Regions from separate parts of the Mus musculus genome. Here regions 2 and 3 are each linked to region 1. Evidence: chromatin contacts called from public HiChIP or PLAC-seq and promoter capture Hi-C data. All regions are on one chromosome and are shown on one strand. Each heading gives the region's core, a stretch centred on a gene start, on an enhancer-like site or on the middle of the called end of the contact. The rest is flanking DNA. Distances are from core to core; before and after follow the strand shown. Region 1 holds the start of Pex3 (peroxisomal biogenesis factor 3). Region 2 holds the start of Adgrg6 (adhesion G protein-coupled receptor G6). Region 3 holds the start of Stx11 (syntaxin 11).

Region 1 (5,128 bases), core at 1,721-4,220:
TGTCATACTGAAATGTTGTCACTGGCACTCTACACTCTTTCCCATCAGACAGTTTGAGAACCACTGCTCTTCTCCAGCCTCAATGGTCAAGTGGAGTAAATGGACACACAGCAATTACCATCTAAAGGGTAGGAACTAGAAAGTCTGACTTTAGAAGCCACACAACCCAAAGTTCTGCTTGTTGTGTTTTTCCAGCATTAAATATCTAACTCTTTGATCATACATAATAACACCTTACTCAGCTTTCAAAATATGCAACTCCTCTTGTGAAATCTGCCTCATTTTATACAACTCCATGCTGCTGCGTACCACTAGGCTCTGTATTCAACTCTATCACGGTCTAGTAACAGTATTTCACTTATTTCTTCATTCTTAAAACATAAAGAACCCACTGAGGCAGAGTGTAGAGTATGGGATGATAATATGCATTGGGATCTAACACACTTGGGGTTGAATTCTTATTTCCTTGTTAATAACTCAAACCTTTAGCAAGTTTCTTAAAGTCTAGGGACTCTAGTTTCTCAATTTTACAATGGCCTAATAGTAACTATACTGCTGCCATTTCCAGAGGTTGGAAAGGACTTAGTATGCTGTTTAACATATGGTGGGTCCCTAGTACATATATGTGATTAAAATATATATAAATTATACCTATTTAATCATACCGGTCACAATAGTATAATCACTTAATAAATATTTCATATTTCTTAAAATGTAAGATAGGAATTTTCTTACAATACAGAAAAAATATGAACTCTTACAAATAAAACTAGGTAAGTTCAACTCTTTTTTTTTTTTTTTTTTTTCGAGACAGGGTTTCTCTGTGTAGCCCTGGCTGTCCTGGAACTCACTCTGAAGACCAGGCTGGCCTCAAACTCAGAAATTTACCTGCCTCTGCCTTCCAAGTGCTGGGATTAAAGGTGTGCACCATCACTGCCCCGCTCAGGTTCAACTCTTTTTTTTTATTTTCTGAGACAGTGTTTCTCTGTATAGCCCTGGCTGTCCTGGAACTCACTTTGTAGACCAGGCTGGCCTCGAACTCAGAAATCCGCCTGTCTCTGCCTCCGGAGTGCTGGGATTAAAGGCGTGCACCACCACACCCGGCCAGATTCAACTCTTTTAAGACTTTTTGTTTTGCTAAAAAAGCAATAGTGCTTCGATTATACCTTTGAATCTCTTCCCCCTCCCTTTTGTTGTTGTTTTGTTTTCTGTTTGTATGTCTTTTGTTTTTTGAGACAGGGTCTCAATATGAAGCTCTGGGTGTTCTGGACCTTACCTCCAACTCAGAGAGCTGCCTGTCTCTGCTTCCGAGTGCTGGGATTAAGAGTGTGTGCCACCACACCCAGTTTTTTCCTTCCTCTTCATCTCCAAATATAAAACTCTCAATATCGTTTCAAAAAAAACCTATTACTATATGCATATACTCTTTAATTTCTCCTATGATTATTTCTGATCTGCCATTAAGTATTTCATAAACTGTAAGGGTTAGGCTTTTCCCTCTGAAATTGCTAGAGACAATTTTCTTCCCTTAGGTAGAGCAAAAATTTTTCTTTATACGTCTTCCATGACAACTTTATCTTTAGCATATGTATTCTATAATATTGGTACAATTTATATACCTTAGATATTAGAGACTGGAGGTAATATAAAACACATTGTATCTATAAAGTATTTCCTATAAAATATGAACTATTATTCATTTGTGCTATACCTCAGAGATATGCAGAATGTGGTTACTGTTTTACAAATGTCCTAATATTTTAAGTCATATTATGATATATTTATACACACACACACATAGATCAGAGGATAGTGGTAACAGTTCTTAAAACTCAAGTTTTAAAAATTCTTTTAAACTCCCTTTTTGTGTTGTTCAAAAGATTCCCTTCTTAAAATCCCATAATTATTAACTGAGGGTTGTCTTTCCAAGACAAAGGGTTTAAAGCAGTGTGTGTGTGTGTGTGTGTGTGTGTTGCTCCTTCCCTGGGACCCAATGCAGTCAGCCTAGGCAAGCACTCTACCACAAAGTTACAATTCCAGCATCAAGATTTTTATCCTGTTTCTAACTTTCCTCTCAGCCAGTGAACTCAACTATATCACCAAAATGGATCATGACCACAACCTTGCCAGTCCTGACAACACTGCAGAATAAGCACTGTGTTGATATATAGTTTGTACTTTACAATTGGAGAACAGAAATTATCTGCTGTATATTTTACAGCAACATGCTGTTTTCGGTTTACCTTTAAACACCACCTCAAAGAGCAGACTTAAGATAATGGCCCTAGAATATTTCGAAACTCGTGTGAAAGGTTGAAAGCAGAGTTGACAAACAGAATGAAAATCTAACAGGAAAGCAAAAGAAGAAAATTGGAAGGCAAATGTATCTATCTATACGAGAATAGTGCTTTGAAAAGAAACTTCATTGGGGTAGACTCTTGAAGGCCCATGGGGAGAAAAAGGACGGGGGCAGAGTGAGGGGCAAAGGGCACAGAGATCCAGATAAAAGAACTTTAGAGGTTCTTCTTTGACGGTTGAGCCAATCCCTTCGACAAATCCCAGTTTGGTATCAGTGGGCCCTGCCTGTTTTTATAAGTCACCTCTGTCACTCCTTTCTGCCAATGGCCCCTTCTAAAAAGCATGTTGTCACTCACCTCCGAGGACTGTGCCCAGGAAGATGCATTTCTTTTTGTGACGTTTCAGAAAATTCCACATTGATCTCAGCATCTCCAGACCCCGTGTTGTGTGGGTTGCCTAGGGGAGAGGGGCTGGCTCACCGTGTCTTCCGTCCACCTGGCCTGGACCTCCGGCAGCAGCGCGGTGGCGGCGCTAGGTGCTCTCCAGAAACCACAGACGTTTCTCTGAGCAGAGGTTGTGGCTTAAGCGGAGGAAGGGGGCGTGGACTAGAGCGGAGCAGCGACGCTTTCGGTCCCCCAGCCGCCGCTTACTGATCCGGGACGCCTGGGTCCGTCCGCAAATAGCTCCCGGGTGCCTCGTCTTTTCCCGTCCTCCTGGAAGCAAGGTCCGCTCCCGCCGCGTTCCGCTGTCCTCTCTTCTCTCGTCCCTCGGCCCGGAGTCTCTGAGCGGCGGAGGTATGGAGGAGAAGGTGGAGTCCACCACTACTCCAGACGGCCCGTGCGTGGTGTCCGTACAGGAGACGGAAAAGTGGATGGAGGAGGCGATGCGAATGGTGAGGAATCGGGCAGGTGGATGCTGAGAGCGCAAACTTTCTCCCGGCCATATCCTGACCAGAGTAGTTGAGCAAATGTGCCGGGCGCGCTATCTATCATGTCTGAAAATACCTGAAGCAGCAACTTGTTTTATTCTAGGGGGAATTTTTCTTTAGCTTTGTCTCATAGTAATTGGGGTGAAGGGAAAATACAGAAACGGTTCGATTGATGTATTACAGGGAGTCTTATCTGCCGCCTGGGGATGTGTGCTCCCTACCTGCCTATCTTCCTTCCCATGTGGACACATACTTTCAAATCCATAAAGCCACATTATTTTATGGCTTGCTCCCATATAATGGGAGGAAGCTGATGTTTCTGTAAAGGGTCATATCAAAACGTGTCCTGGTACAATCCTCACCGATGATGTGTCTACTCTTTCTACGATACTTTTCTCTGCCCTTGTATTCCCTTCCTTCCTGCGATTCTTATAGATTGCTCATCATGGAGAGCTCTGGTCGTATTTTTACATGTTTTCCCAAGCTTATTACCCATATCGATGTGTGGCAGGGATAGACGTTTGTGGCAGGGATATACATACAAACTATGTATGTATACACAGTTTGATGCTGGGTTTTCATTCTGTGAACATGGAACACCAATTTGTTTACAGCATTGTAAAGGCCTTAAAACTGAGCTCAGCCTTTGGTGTGGGGATATTATTTTTGTTTATTCTTTTACAAAATTAAAATATCTCACCTTTTTATTCTAATGGTTACAGAAGTTCACCTTCATAAGAAATTAAAATCTAGAAGACAGAAACATGTTTTCCACCCCACGCCCCCAGACAAATGGCATAATGCATTCTTTTAATTTTTTAATTAACATCTTTTTTTTTTTTTTTTTTTTTTTTGGTCATCTTTCTCAGAGCTCGGGGTGGGAAGAAGAGAGCCTTTGTTCATCAGTTGTCGAGTTGAGAATTTGTTGGTTTAAGGAAGATCAAGTCACCATTTCAGTGGCAGAGCTTTGGCCTCTTCCAAAGAAGGCCAGCTTCTTAAGTTCAAATCCATCTAAACAGTTAGACCTATTTGACTCAACTCTTTTGCATTTGTGACAAAGGGAAGGGACAGACTGGAAGAAATGGGAGGGGCAATGGAAAGTCTGAGACTGGGTGGAGTGTTGTGGATTTTCAGCCTCAAGCTTTGAACTTGTCCATAGAGGAAATGCATGCACATTTGCATGTATTTGCCCTGGGAAGCAGTTCTTCTCAATCAACCCCCATAGACTGCTTTCCTAGAGCTTCACTTTCTCTCAATGGCCGTTGCATCTGCTCAGCCACTCACCAGCATCCTGGCCTACAAGCTGTGCCTTAGCAATTATGTTGTATGTCTCTTTAAGGTAGCCCTATCATTTCTAGTGAGATAAATTTGCTGGAAGGAGAGAGAGAGAGAGAGAGAGAGAGAGAGAGAGAGAGAGAGAGAGAGAACGAACCCAGAGGAACTAGGTACCAAGAAGCCCAGTCCTCCGTTGACCTGGAAGTAGAGAAAGGCTGCCAAGACAGCAATGTTCTGCAGCATGTTGGGTGCACAGTGGATAAAGCTCTTGACACTCCCTATCTCTTTGCTTCTACCTATGTACTTCCCACTTGGTTGGGGAGTTTAAAAATAAGTGATTGTTGTGTGCACATGTGTGTGGAGCAGGTGCACATGTGTGTGTATGTATCTGTGTGTGTGTGCTCGAATGTGTGTGAAGATTCCAGGACAACTTTTGGGAGGAGAGAAATTTTTCTCCTTCCATTTTTTCTCCTTCCACTGTAGGTTCTGCGGATGGAACTCATCATCATGCTTTCACAGTGAATCCTGCTGCGCCATCTTACTGGCCCAGCCATCTCACTAGCCCAGTCTTCGATTCTCTTCTACATGTCTGAAGCGGCTCACATTACCGTATCCTGTGCTCCAGGG
Region 2 (5,128 bases), core at 1,311-3,810, 990 kb after region 1:
CAGGTAGCCGCACTTGTTATACTGGAATTCTTAGTTGGGAGTTGGTACAGCCCTTAAATGTCATCATTTCCACAGAGCAGTATACATGATAATGTCATCTAGCTTTGACAAGGCAATGATGTCATCCAACTAGGCCTGAACATGGAAATATATATCTTGCCACAAATACTACACACTTTCTGTTTAGTCTAAGTATGAGATAGTCTCTAGAAACTTCTTCATTCCTCAGAAATGTAAATTCTATATAATATGTGGACAGTTAGAAACATATTGGGTTGAAAGACATTATCATCTGTTTATTTTTAATATATAAATGACATTTCTCTCATTATTTCCAGAAATCAGAGCGACATTTCACTTAGGCAGTAACAAATATGGGCTTCTAATACTTCCCATAAGCTAACAGACAATGGTCTCATTCACCATTCACATTGGAAAGGCACAATGTCATGTAACTTATAAAAGCCATAAATGGAACAGTATCTTCATGCAGTGTGAGACCCACAAAGGCCAGCCTTCCTAAATCTCCTCAATTTCTCAGAGCATGAAAAACCTGCAATTGTAATAACTCCTAAATATATTTATAAAGTCTGTAATCTCAAACCATGAGGGTAACAATATACAAGTTTGTTCTACACAAGAAAGACCCTGCCAAGACCCTTAAGTAGCCTGCGTATTTTTATTTACTGAAATTAAAATTTGAAAAATATAATTTGTCTCCCATTTCAACGTTTTTAACAAGATAATAGAAATATTTTCCTTGGGTAGCTTGGCATTATCTCCATGTAGTCTAACTTGGCTAAAATGGGTTAAGCTGTCTCAAACAACTGCACAGAAAATACGCATAACCATCTTGAAAGAGAGAAAATATTTCCAGCAAAAGAATTTGGTAAAGAAATTTAAATCAAGGACAAAAAGCTTTGAATGATTGTTTGCTCATGACTCAACCTGAGAAGACATAAATTTAATCACACTTAATCCAAATTGCGAGAGTGTTATCATTACTGGTTGATCAGTAGTGTGTGTGTGTGTGTGTGTGTGTGTGTGTGTGTGTGTGTGTGTGTGTGTGTGCTTTTAATCCCATGAGGTCTCTATACCTGGGGAGGCTGCCTAAACATCTCCAGTGAAAAGTCAGGGTATGTTTGCAGGAAAAACTGAAGTTGGAAACAAACTTAGCAGTCATTCCAAACCTGTTGCCTGCATAGGCGAACCAGTCTTATGTTACAAGGCTGGCTGTTTCCCAAGACAAACGCTTACAAGTTATCCATTCGTCCATTCCACTGGCAGAAGCAAAACTGTAAAAGTCACAGGTGTGGCATTACTTCACATGGAGTTTTAATAAAAATAAGTGGTATTCATTACAAGGCACAGAGCAGAGATCAGAGCTGCGGCATGGCGGGTGTGGTTGGTATGCTCTGTTCTGTCTCCCACCTTAAAAACGCGTTTGGGGATGCAGACAGGACAGAGCAGCGAAGGGAAATAAAGACTCAAGATGCTTGGTGGTAACCTGGAAGAGGAAATTGAAGTGGAAATAAGTAAGGATGGAGTAATGGAGTGAGGGAAGTATCAATTTGTTATACCTCTTCAACAAGTTAGTGGAAGGGGGTTAAACGTCTGCCAAGTTGATGGCCCAAGAATAAAGCAAATGGCCGAGGGAATAATTACAGTGTGAAAAAAGGCAACAACGTTTAAGTTCACCGCAAAGATAAGTGTGACCCTTCTGAGAATCACTGACCAGTTGGGAAGGCCAGGAACTGCGGAGGCTGCTCTTTCACCAGGTCCCTCTGAGCCATCCCACAACTTGGATGGTAGTTCCATCCAGGCAAAACCTTCATGCTTTTTCTGTCTCACCCTCTCCTCCAGTGCCTCCTACTTGTAATTCTACCGGAAGCCTCCATCATTCCTTATTTACTTGTTAATCAACATCTTCTACTGAGAACACTTTTCTGAGTTCTTCAAAGAAAACGGCGAGAGGTGGGAGGTTACAACTGGATAAAAAACTCATTTAAATATCTATGAGGTCTAAGAAGGACTTCTACAGGCAAAAATGACAGCTGAAAGCCAATGTCTCGCTGGCAGTACCTTCCCAGACCCTAGGTGTTGATCCCGGGAATGCTGGCTTGACAGGACCAGGACCCTGAAGACAGATACACAGTGCGTTCCTACTTGTTTAACCTGAATCAAAACCCTGCCATTCTTATTTTTTCCACTGCCCAAAAGTGAGGTTTAACTCTCTAGGGGAGAAAGGGTTCTCTAGGGGAGAAAGCCACACACACATGCTCCGGCTCTGTTTGGCAATACCCAGTCCCGGGTGCCTCGAGGAGGCACGCTGAAGCTTCTCTTACTGCAGTTGGTACCTTTCTAGGAAGCGCTGCTCTAAAGTGGTGAAGGGGACACAGATGGAGGTGCGATGGGCTCCAACCTGGAAGGCGACTTACATGCTGGCATTACCGTGTGGAGATTCCCAGAGGCCGCACACTCATCCTCCAGCGCTCTCTGCGTTGTTGCCCTCAAGCTCCACCGAAGAAGATCCCGGCTTTCGGGACCGCGACCCGCAGGACCCTTCGTCACGCCCTTTCTCGAGAGTTCATAGGGTTTCCCGGCAGCTGCTCGTCGCCTGCGCAAGGGGCGGCGCAAGGTGGACCCGGGGCGCGCGCCGTGGAGTTCAAGATCAGGTCCGGCGCGCGGGGGAGCGGCTGACCGCGGCAGGTTCTGCCGCCCGGGCGAAGAACTTTCACAAGAGTTGGGACGAAGGGCTCCGGCGAGCGGGTGGCGTCCGATCCCGGCCTGCGGGGCTTGGAGAGGCTGAGATCACCAGGCTCCTGAGCCTGCGGCCAGTCGCGGCGCAGCGCTGGCGTCCGTTTCCCCCTGAGGCTCAGGTGCGGCTCGGCGCGCCCCCCGGGTGGCCCCAGCTCTAGGCGTTCAGAGGACAGAGGACCGTCCTGCAGGCGCAGCTGCCCCACCCAGGGCCGGCCACCCGAGGGCAGAGGCAAAGGGAGAAGTCGCCACGCGGGGCGGGACCGGCGCGGGCGGCGGGGTTGGAAGACTGGCACAGAGCCAGAAGCAGCTCCGGGGAGGGGACCCCGCTGACCCCGAGGTCACCCGCGGGCCGCGAGAGCAGAAACCCGCAGAGCTTGGGTGAAGGAGCTCCGAACGCAGGCGCGCCAGTGGGCATGTGTTCTGAACGCTGCCAAGAACCCGGGCTGTCCCTTACTTTTCCCTTTCTTAGTTCTTCCTCCTCCGCCCCCCCCCCCCGCCCGTCCCCTCAATTTTCCTCCAGAAAGAAAGAAAAGAAGAGAGAGAGAGAGAGAGAGGAAGAAAGGAAGGAAGGAAGGAAGGGAGAGAAAGGAAGGAAAGAAGAGAAGAGAAGAGAAGAGAAGAGAAAAGAAAAAGAGAAGAGAAAAGAAAAGAAAAGAAAATGGAAAAGAAAAGAGAGAGAGAGAGAGGAAGAAAGAAAGAAAGAAAGAAAGAAAGAAAGAAAGAAAAGAAAGAAAGACAGGGGGAAGGGTATTTAATGAGGGAAAGGTGGAGGAGGGCTTGAGAGGTTTGGGGCGATATGCCTCCTTTAAATTTAACTTTTTTTTTTTTCTGTTTGAGTGGAATTAATTTACTAATACAAGTGCAGCCGCTCACTAGGGGAAGTCAAGACAGCCAGGCAATGCTTCTCCTGAGAAACTGCTTTGCAAGGGATATAGGCACACCCACTTGCTAAAAGACAGGGAAGCGCTCCAGCAGAGGGTCCCTTGCGCTGTGCCTTACCAGACTAAATTCAGAGTGCTAGGGGCGGCGGCCTTTCCAGACTTGGTTCCATTCAGAGTGAGGCAGTACGGCTTTCCTTGTAGACACACACACACACACACACACACACACACACAAAAGCCATAAAAGTAGATTAACCCTGATTGGCTAGTGGTAGAGAAGGGTTGGGGTAGGAGGCAAAGAGGTAAAACAGGACTGAGGACAGATAGTTTCAGGCAAAAGAAAGAGGAAGCTGGAAAGCCGCCAGCAATCTAGACTACTTCTGATCCAGCCTGTGTTCTTTTGATTTTTATCAGTATTTATTTTAACGTTTAAAAAAAAAAAAACACAGTAGAATTAATAAAGAATCAAACTGCTTCATTTAAGGAAAGCTGAGATGGTTTTGGTTTTACAGGTAGAGAAATAGGTCCAGGGAGGCATAGTCTGCACTAATTATTCAGAAATGATCAGGGTTCGAGTCTAAGGTTTAGAGACTCTCAGTTCAAGGCCGCCTCTGTGACACTAGATTGTCTCAAGGATTTAACGTTCCTCCTAGAACTTTTCAAAACGACATAATTTTACAGTTTTGTGGGTCTGGAATCTGGGTGTAGCTTAGCTCTGAAGGCTCGACAGGACCAATGTCTACCTGGAAGCTCTTCATGAGGTTCTTCCACCCACTGTTTTGCTTACTCTTTGACAATGATTACTCTCATCCCTCATGTTCATCTATCTCCGACTTGTCCCTATGGATCCGAGGCTGACTCATGACTTCCGGGTTGGTTTTGTGACCCGCTTAGTTTAACCACTGCCATCCATTGGTTTCAAACTCTCCATTGGAGCTTGGTGGGATCACAATTAAAAGCGAGTCCCCATTACCTGGATTGGTTAGTATCAAATAATTCAGCAACCAGAGATAGGGCTACCTGAGTTCTTTGTCTGTATGTCTGTTGGTGGAAGCCAACCTTCCAAGTAGGACGTGCTGATTTTTGCAATAATGGCATCGTTGCTAACAATGCTCTCATGGTATTTGAGGCCTGCTCTATAAAAGGAATCTATATATCTGGTTCCATAAACCTGGCCACAAATCCATGAATTCGAGGTCACAGAACCCAGAGCAGAACTTAATACTGCTATCTAGCTAAACTAGCATAACATCAAGCAGTATTCCAAATGCTTACATTAATATCCATAGACAAATGCTACTCTCAGCCTTTATCAGAGAACTCCAATTTTCCAGGAGTGAGTTTTCCACAATGGCAGTGAGTACAGAGAGACTCATGGCTATGAGGGGGTGGGGTGGGGCTGAGAATAAGTTAAAGATGAGTGCTTAGCCCTCAACAAGACTTATCTGTCATCACCTCTAAGGCTAAGAACACTGTGGAAGAGTGGG
Region 3 (5,128 bases), core at 1,904-4,403, 590 kb before region 1:
CAGTAGTACCATAATCTTCTAAGGGTGTGGGCGCTTGAGTTTATTCATGAGTGTGTGTGCATGTCTTCAAGTGTGTGCAGGTACACATGTGCTGGCATGCCTATGGGGCTGACACTGGTGCCTGAGCCCTCTCACAGAATCGGGAACTCATTGATCCAGGTGGACTAGAAGGTCAGCAAGTCCCAGGATCCTTCGGCCTCCACTTAGCCAGTGCTTTCATTACAGGTGACAGCTGTTGGGCCTACCTTCTACACAGATGCTGGGGAATCAAACGCAAGCCTTTCTGCTCGTGTGGCAAGCACTTTATAGTGTGAGCACTGCCTCCTTTGCTTCGGCTCTGTTTTAAACATTCCTCTCATGCTGTGTGTTTTCTCTGAGGCCTCCTCAGAATAAAGTCCTGGGGCTTCCATGGCACACGGGCCTAGGCGGTCTTATCTTTCCTCCTTCATCTTTCTGCCCTCCCCTCTGCTCGTCCCCACTCCCCCAGTGCCCAGGAAACAGACTGGAGCTTCCTGACCACAGAACGCTGCTCCTTCTGCTGGGCCACCCACCCTTCCAAGCTCCTGGACAACCCTCATCTACAGTCAGGTTCACTGTTTAATCAACGCTCCTTTCCGCTAACCATGAGTCAACCTGTGCCAAAGCCCAGAAATGCAATGCTGAATAACACACTTTTATCTTTTCTTTCCTCTAGAAAATGTGCCTCTGAGGCCGCGGAGGGAGAGATGAAACGTAGAGATGAAAGCTGTTAGGTTGGGCAGATGCCCTTTGCTAGTGGGCCACCTCAGAGGACTGGGAGATTAGGTCCTCCTTAACCCTGGAGCTTCCGGTCCAGGAGACTCTAGTGAACGCCTGGCACCTGTTTATGCTGCTTCCTGTGCACACATATTTAAGATAAAGTTTAAATTCACAAATTATTCACAGCAAGAGATTAACAAGAATTAGAGGTGGAACAATTGCAGCAATATGGTTATAATTAATTTGGTGTGGATGTTTTTCCTCTCAGAGTATCTTACTGACAAGTGTGGTGGCACCCACCTTTAATATGAGTTCTCAGGAGGTAGAAGCAGGCAGACAGATAATTTGTGAATTCTGGGCCAGCCTGGTCTGTGTGGTGAATTCCAGGCCAGCCAGGGCTACACAGTGAGACCATGTCTCAAGTAAAATAAATCAAAATATACTACTACTATTCTGGAACTTTCTATTTCAGAGCTTGGGTAGCAAAAATCATGGGAGTCAAGCCAGTCCTCAGATGGGGAGCAACTATTGTATCAACTGGTGAGTAGACAGCTGCTAATCACTCCTAAGTCACTCTGGTGTTTAAAAGAGTGCCCCCAACTGCCCAGGGATGATAACAGAGACTGGGTTTGCCTTTACACAGCTGCTAAGTAATGTGAAACATGGTTAATTCAAACACTTTAAAAGCCATGCCTTCCTAATGGGCTTTTAAATCATAGACATATGCTAATATGCTTTTTAAATCATGCATGTATTGAATGAAAACTAGGCTGCCAACCAAGACAAGCAGATGATGAGAACCCAGACCTTCCCTTGCTGTCCCAGCAGTGATCCAGGATACTCTGATCCCCCACACTGGGGCACCTTCTTTGGGTATAAATTTCCCATAGCATCCATCTCACGGTGTTGGATGTCCAGGAGAATCTGCTCAGCTGTGGCCCTGGCTGCCAGGATAGCATTGTGTCCATATTGCATGCATGGACCTGGATGAAAAGGCTGGAACAGACCAGAACCTTGCAACTGCTGTCTAAGGCTGACCTCAGCTCAGCCAGGATATGCAGTTATTCCTGTCTCTACTGAGCTCCTAGATAGGGAAGTCTATTTCTTAGAGCCTTTATCCAGCCTCAGGGAGACTCAGCATCTTAATGTCTGGCTCCAGCAACCATCTACTTTCTTCAAAAGCTTCTATATGTTTTTTTTTAAGGCACTAATTTGGTAAAAATAAACTTTCTGAAATATTTTAAATTTCAGAGTAACTTACAATCACTTCATTAAATGTCCAGTTTCTACCAACTAGTGAAAACAACAGCCAAATGGTTATTGGATAAAGAAATTAATTTTCTCTTCAGCTTCTGTGGGAAAGCACATGATTTTAAGGGTTTATCTCAGATCAGCCTAGTGACCCTAGCTGGCATGTTGTCCCATCAGGCGCTCTAGGAAACTGAAAACTTGAATAGTTACTTCCTAGGCCGCCTGCCCCAGTTTGACAGTACCAGACTGAATCTTCGGTCTTATTCAAAGTACAGGAATCCAACCTCACTTTTCAAAAGCGTATTAACAAAGCCTTGCAATTGTAGTAGACTTGTGACTCATTTGTGGATACCCGTGTAGAAACAACAGCTCCTCCCTCTGCTGAGAAATGGCTCTAATAAGTGTGAGAGTCACAGGAAGTAAAACGCAGGTCTCAGCTGATGTTCGCGGAGCCAAAGAAGCCAACAGAATTCCGTGGTGTGGTTCTCTAAGCAAAGCCATCAGATCGGTTTCCTAAAACAAACTACCCCAAATCCTCCGTGGGAGCTGTTTCAACGCGGTATCAGTGTTCCTGTATTTCCTGGCTCCTGAGTCATACTGTCAAGTTCAAGTGGAGAAGTGTCCATTCTGATGTGTTAGAGAAAGTGGCGACCGAACTGAATAAAACACCTCCATTAAATAAAAACAACAAAAATTCAAAACAGAAGTTGCCTCAGGAAGCTTCAGAGTCAGTCTACATTTCTGAAGCACTTCTGATAACGCATTATATTCTTAAACATAAAAAAAAAAAAAAAAAAAAAAAAAAAAAAAAAAAAAAAAAAAAAGCTCTCGGCTCTAGGTGAGAAACCCAAAGCCTCGTCCTGAAGGTACCTAGAGGCACAGAGGGAACCACACCCCAAACCCACCTGCAGCTGCGCAGCATCCCTGCCAGCGCGGTCCACCACTCCAGCCAACCCCGAACCTGGGTCCCCGATGTCGAAAGAGTTAGAGAGCTAAGCAGACTCGCGGGACAAAACGAACCGTGATCCTGCGGGGCGCTGATCCAGCGTCCGGACGCCGGGAGGACACCGCGGCGTGTCCCCGCGGCTCTGCCCCCTCCGCTTCTTGCTGGCCCGGGCTGCGCTTCTCAGCCGGGGTCCGAGCCCTGAGCCGCAGGGCCGCGTCTGGTGCTGCTGGCTCCGCCCCTGCCGCGCTGAGGCTGCACAGCTGGGGACCAGGGCCCCGCCCCGGGGACGCCCTCGGCTAGGCGCGCAGCTTCCCGTCCCGACTGGGGTCGCCACGCTGCGGGTTGCTGGGAACCTAAGCACGAGCCTTCTTCCCCTCCTGTGCACCCCGAGATGCTGCGGGCGACGGTGTGGACCACCCGGGAACTTGCTCTTTCTTCTTCCTTGCTCTGGGATGGAGAGATGGGCGGGGCGGGATCCATCGGACTTTCCGCGGGAAAACCCCTCAGCGCGGATGACTTTTGCAGTCCAGAGTAGTTCCGAAACTAGGGCACTAGAAACCGTTTCTGAGCGTGGGTGTGGCTGCGCCAGCGGGGACCCGCACGACTGCCTAACCCGAGGTTGTGGACCACGTAGACACTGAGCCCCGCCTTCCACTAGCCCCTTCCTGCCTGCTGTCAGTGGGACACCCACAGGAGTATTGCCACGACCTTGTCCTCGTTGCCTGGCACCCTACTGGGGGCTCAGAAACAGAAAAGGGGCATTCTGGCTAGGGGGTGGGAAACCGCTGGACAAACAAGGTAGAAGGCTAGCCATCAAGAAACAAAGAAAGTATGAGAGGAGGGGCTGGAGAGATGGCTCAGTGGTTAAGAGCGCTGACTGCTCTTCTAAAGGTCCTGAGTTCAAATCCCAGCAACCACATGGTGGCTCACAGTGGCTCACAACATCCATAATGAAATCTGACGCCCTTCTCTGGTGTATCTGAAAGACACAGCTACAGTGTACTTACATATAATAATAAATAATATTTAATAAATCTTAAAAAAAGAACACAGGAAGAAAGAAAGATGATATGCATTGATAGGAAGCCACCGCCAGAAGAATTTGAGGAACAAGGTGTTACGGTAACCCAAAGTTATCCATCTAATGTGAAATGACCGATGAATCGATCTACTAATGTAAGGCCAGGTAAGGCCAGAAAGACAAATCTCCGGGGCAGAGCAACTTCAGGCAACTTAAGCAGAAACTCCACTTTCATGGAAAAGAAGCTTGTCTCTGCACTCTAAGTGTGGGCCAGCCTGCTCCTCACCTCAACAGAGGACTGTATGGAAAGGAGACGGAAAGTAGTTTTTACCACACACAGAGCAGCCACACAGTTCACCCAATACACAAGGTCAGATACTTAAAGCCAGGTAAAGGTAACACTTTATCCTTGGGGCCTTTCTCCTCCATGCCCCAGCCTTCTGTTTTGTTTTGCTTTTCATTTGTTTTGTTTTGTTTTTTTGAGTCAGGGTTTCTCTGTGTAGTCCTGGCTGTCCTGGAACTCACTCTGTAGACCAGGCTGGCCTCGAACTCAGAGATCCACCTGCAAGTACTTGGATTAAAGGCGTACAGCACTGTCTCCCAGCTCACCGTAGTCTTATCATGAAGGAAATATCCAATGAAACCTAGCAACCCAACACCCTTAAACCTCCCTAGCTATGGGCCTGGGTGATAGCTCAGGGGATAATGCAGTTACCCTTTAGCTCGAGGAGCTAAGATTCCCCACAACCTACATAAAAATGTGCCTGCAGAGCCTTGGTGAGGCAGGAGACCAGCCAGGCTTAAATCATTGGGAAGTTCCCTGCCAGTAAGAGACCTAGTTTCAAAGGTGATAAATGATGTTATGACAGTGAGTAGAGGTTGCCTCTGGCTCAACAAGCACAAATCCACTTGCACTCCCCCACCCCCACCCGCAAAAATGCCTGACCAATATTACTCACAGCTGTTGAAAGGTCGTACAACAAACATTAGAAAGGAATCTTAAACTGCCACAGAAGATCCTGAGATGGCTGAGAGGCGGGATTAGGAATTAAACAAAAACAAAGGGTCTGGGAGATGACCCAGCACTCAATGCTCTTGCAGAGGACCTGAGTTTGGTTCACAGCACCAACATGGTCCTTACTAACTCCAGTTCCAGGTGATCCAATGCCTCT

Evidence for each region. Promoter capture Hi-C pulls out the DNA fragments that hold promoters and counts their contacts. HiChIP or PLAC-seq counts read pairs in DNA pulled down with a chosen protein or histone mark.
Region 2: an H3K27ac HiChIP or PLAC-seq map of embryonic stem cells shows a contact between it and region 1, with 5 times the contacts expected there. The contact joins the promoter of Adgrg6 here to the promoter of Pex3 in region 1. A contact is called at or near these places in 1 of 39 promoter capture datasets (embryonic stem cells) and 2 of 115 datasets of contacts at active chromatin or transcription factors (astrocytes and embryonic stem cells).
Region 3: a promoter capture Hi-C map of liver shows a contact between it and region 1, with 3 times the contacts expected there. The contact joins the promoter of Stx11 here to the promoter of Pex3 in region 1. A contact is called at or near these places in 4 of 39 promoter capture datasets (liver, pre-B cells and stem cell-derived epiblast-like cells) and 1 of 115 datasets of contacts at active chromatin or transcription factors (large pre-B cells).

The regions. Positions count from the first base shown.
Region 1 is chr10:13,550,172-13,555,299 of GRCm38.p6, forward strand. It overlaps Pex3 (peroxisomal biogenesis factor 3), which reads right to left and starts at 2,971. Exons shown (of 12, transcript NM_019961.3): 1 at 2,655-2,971. The coding sequence starts at 2,727. It overlaps Adat2 (adenosine deaminase, tRNA-specific 2), which reads left to right and starts at 2,736. Exons shown (of 6, transcript NM_025748.4): 1 at 2,736-3,190. The coding sequence starts at 3,095.
Region 2 is chr10:14,542,476-14,547,603 of GRCm38.p6, forward strand. It overlaps Adgrg6 (adhesion G protein-coupled receptor G6), which reads right to left and starts at 2,561. Exons shown (of 25, transcript NM_001002268.3): 1 at 2,439-2,561. The coding sequence starts at 2,440.
Region 3 is chr10:12,961,106-12,966,233 of GRCm38.p6, forward strand. It overlaps Stx11 (syntaxin 11), which reads right to left and starts at 3,154. Exons shown (of 3, transcript NM_029075.1): 1 at 2,895-3,154.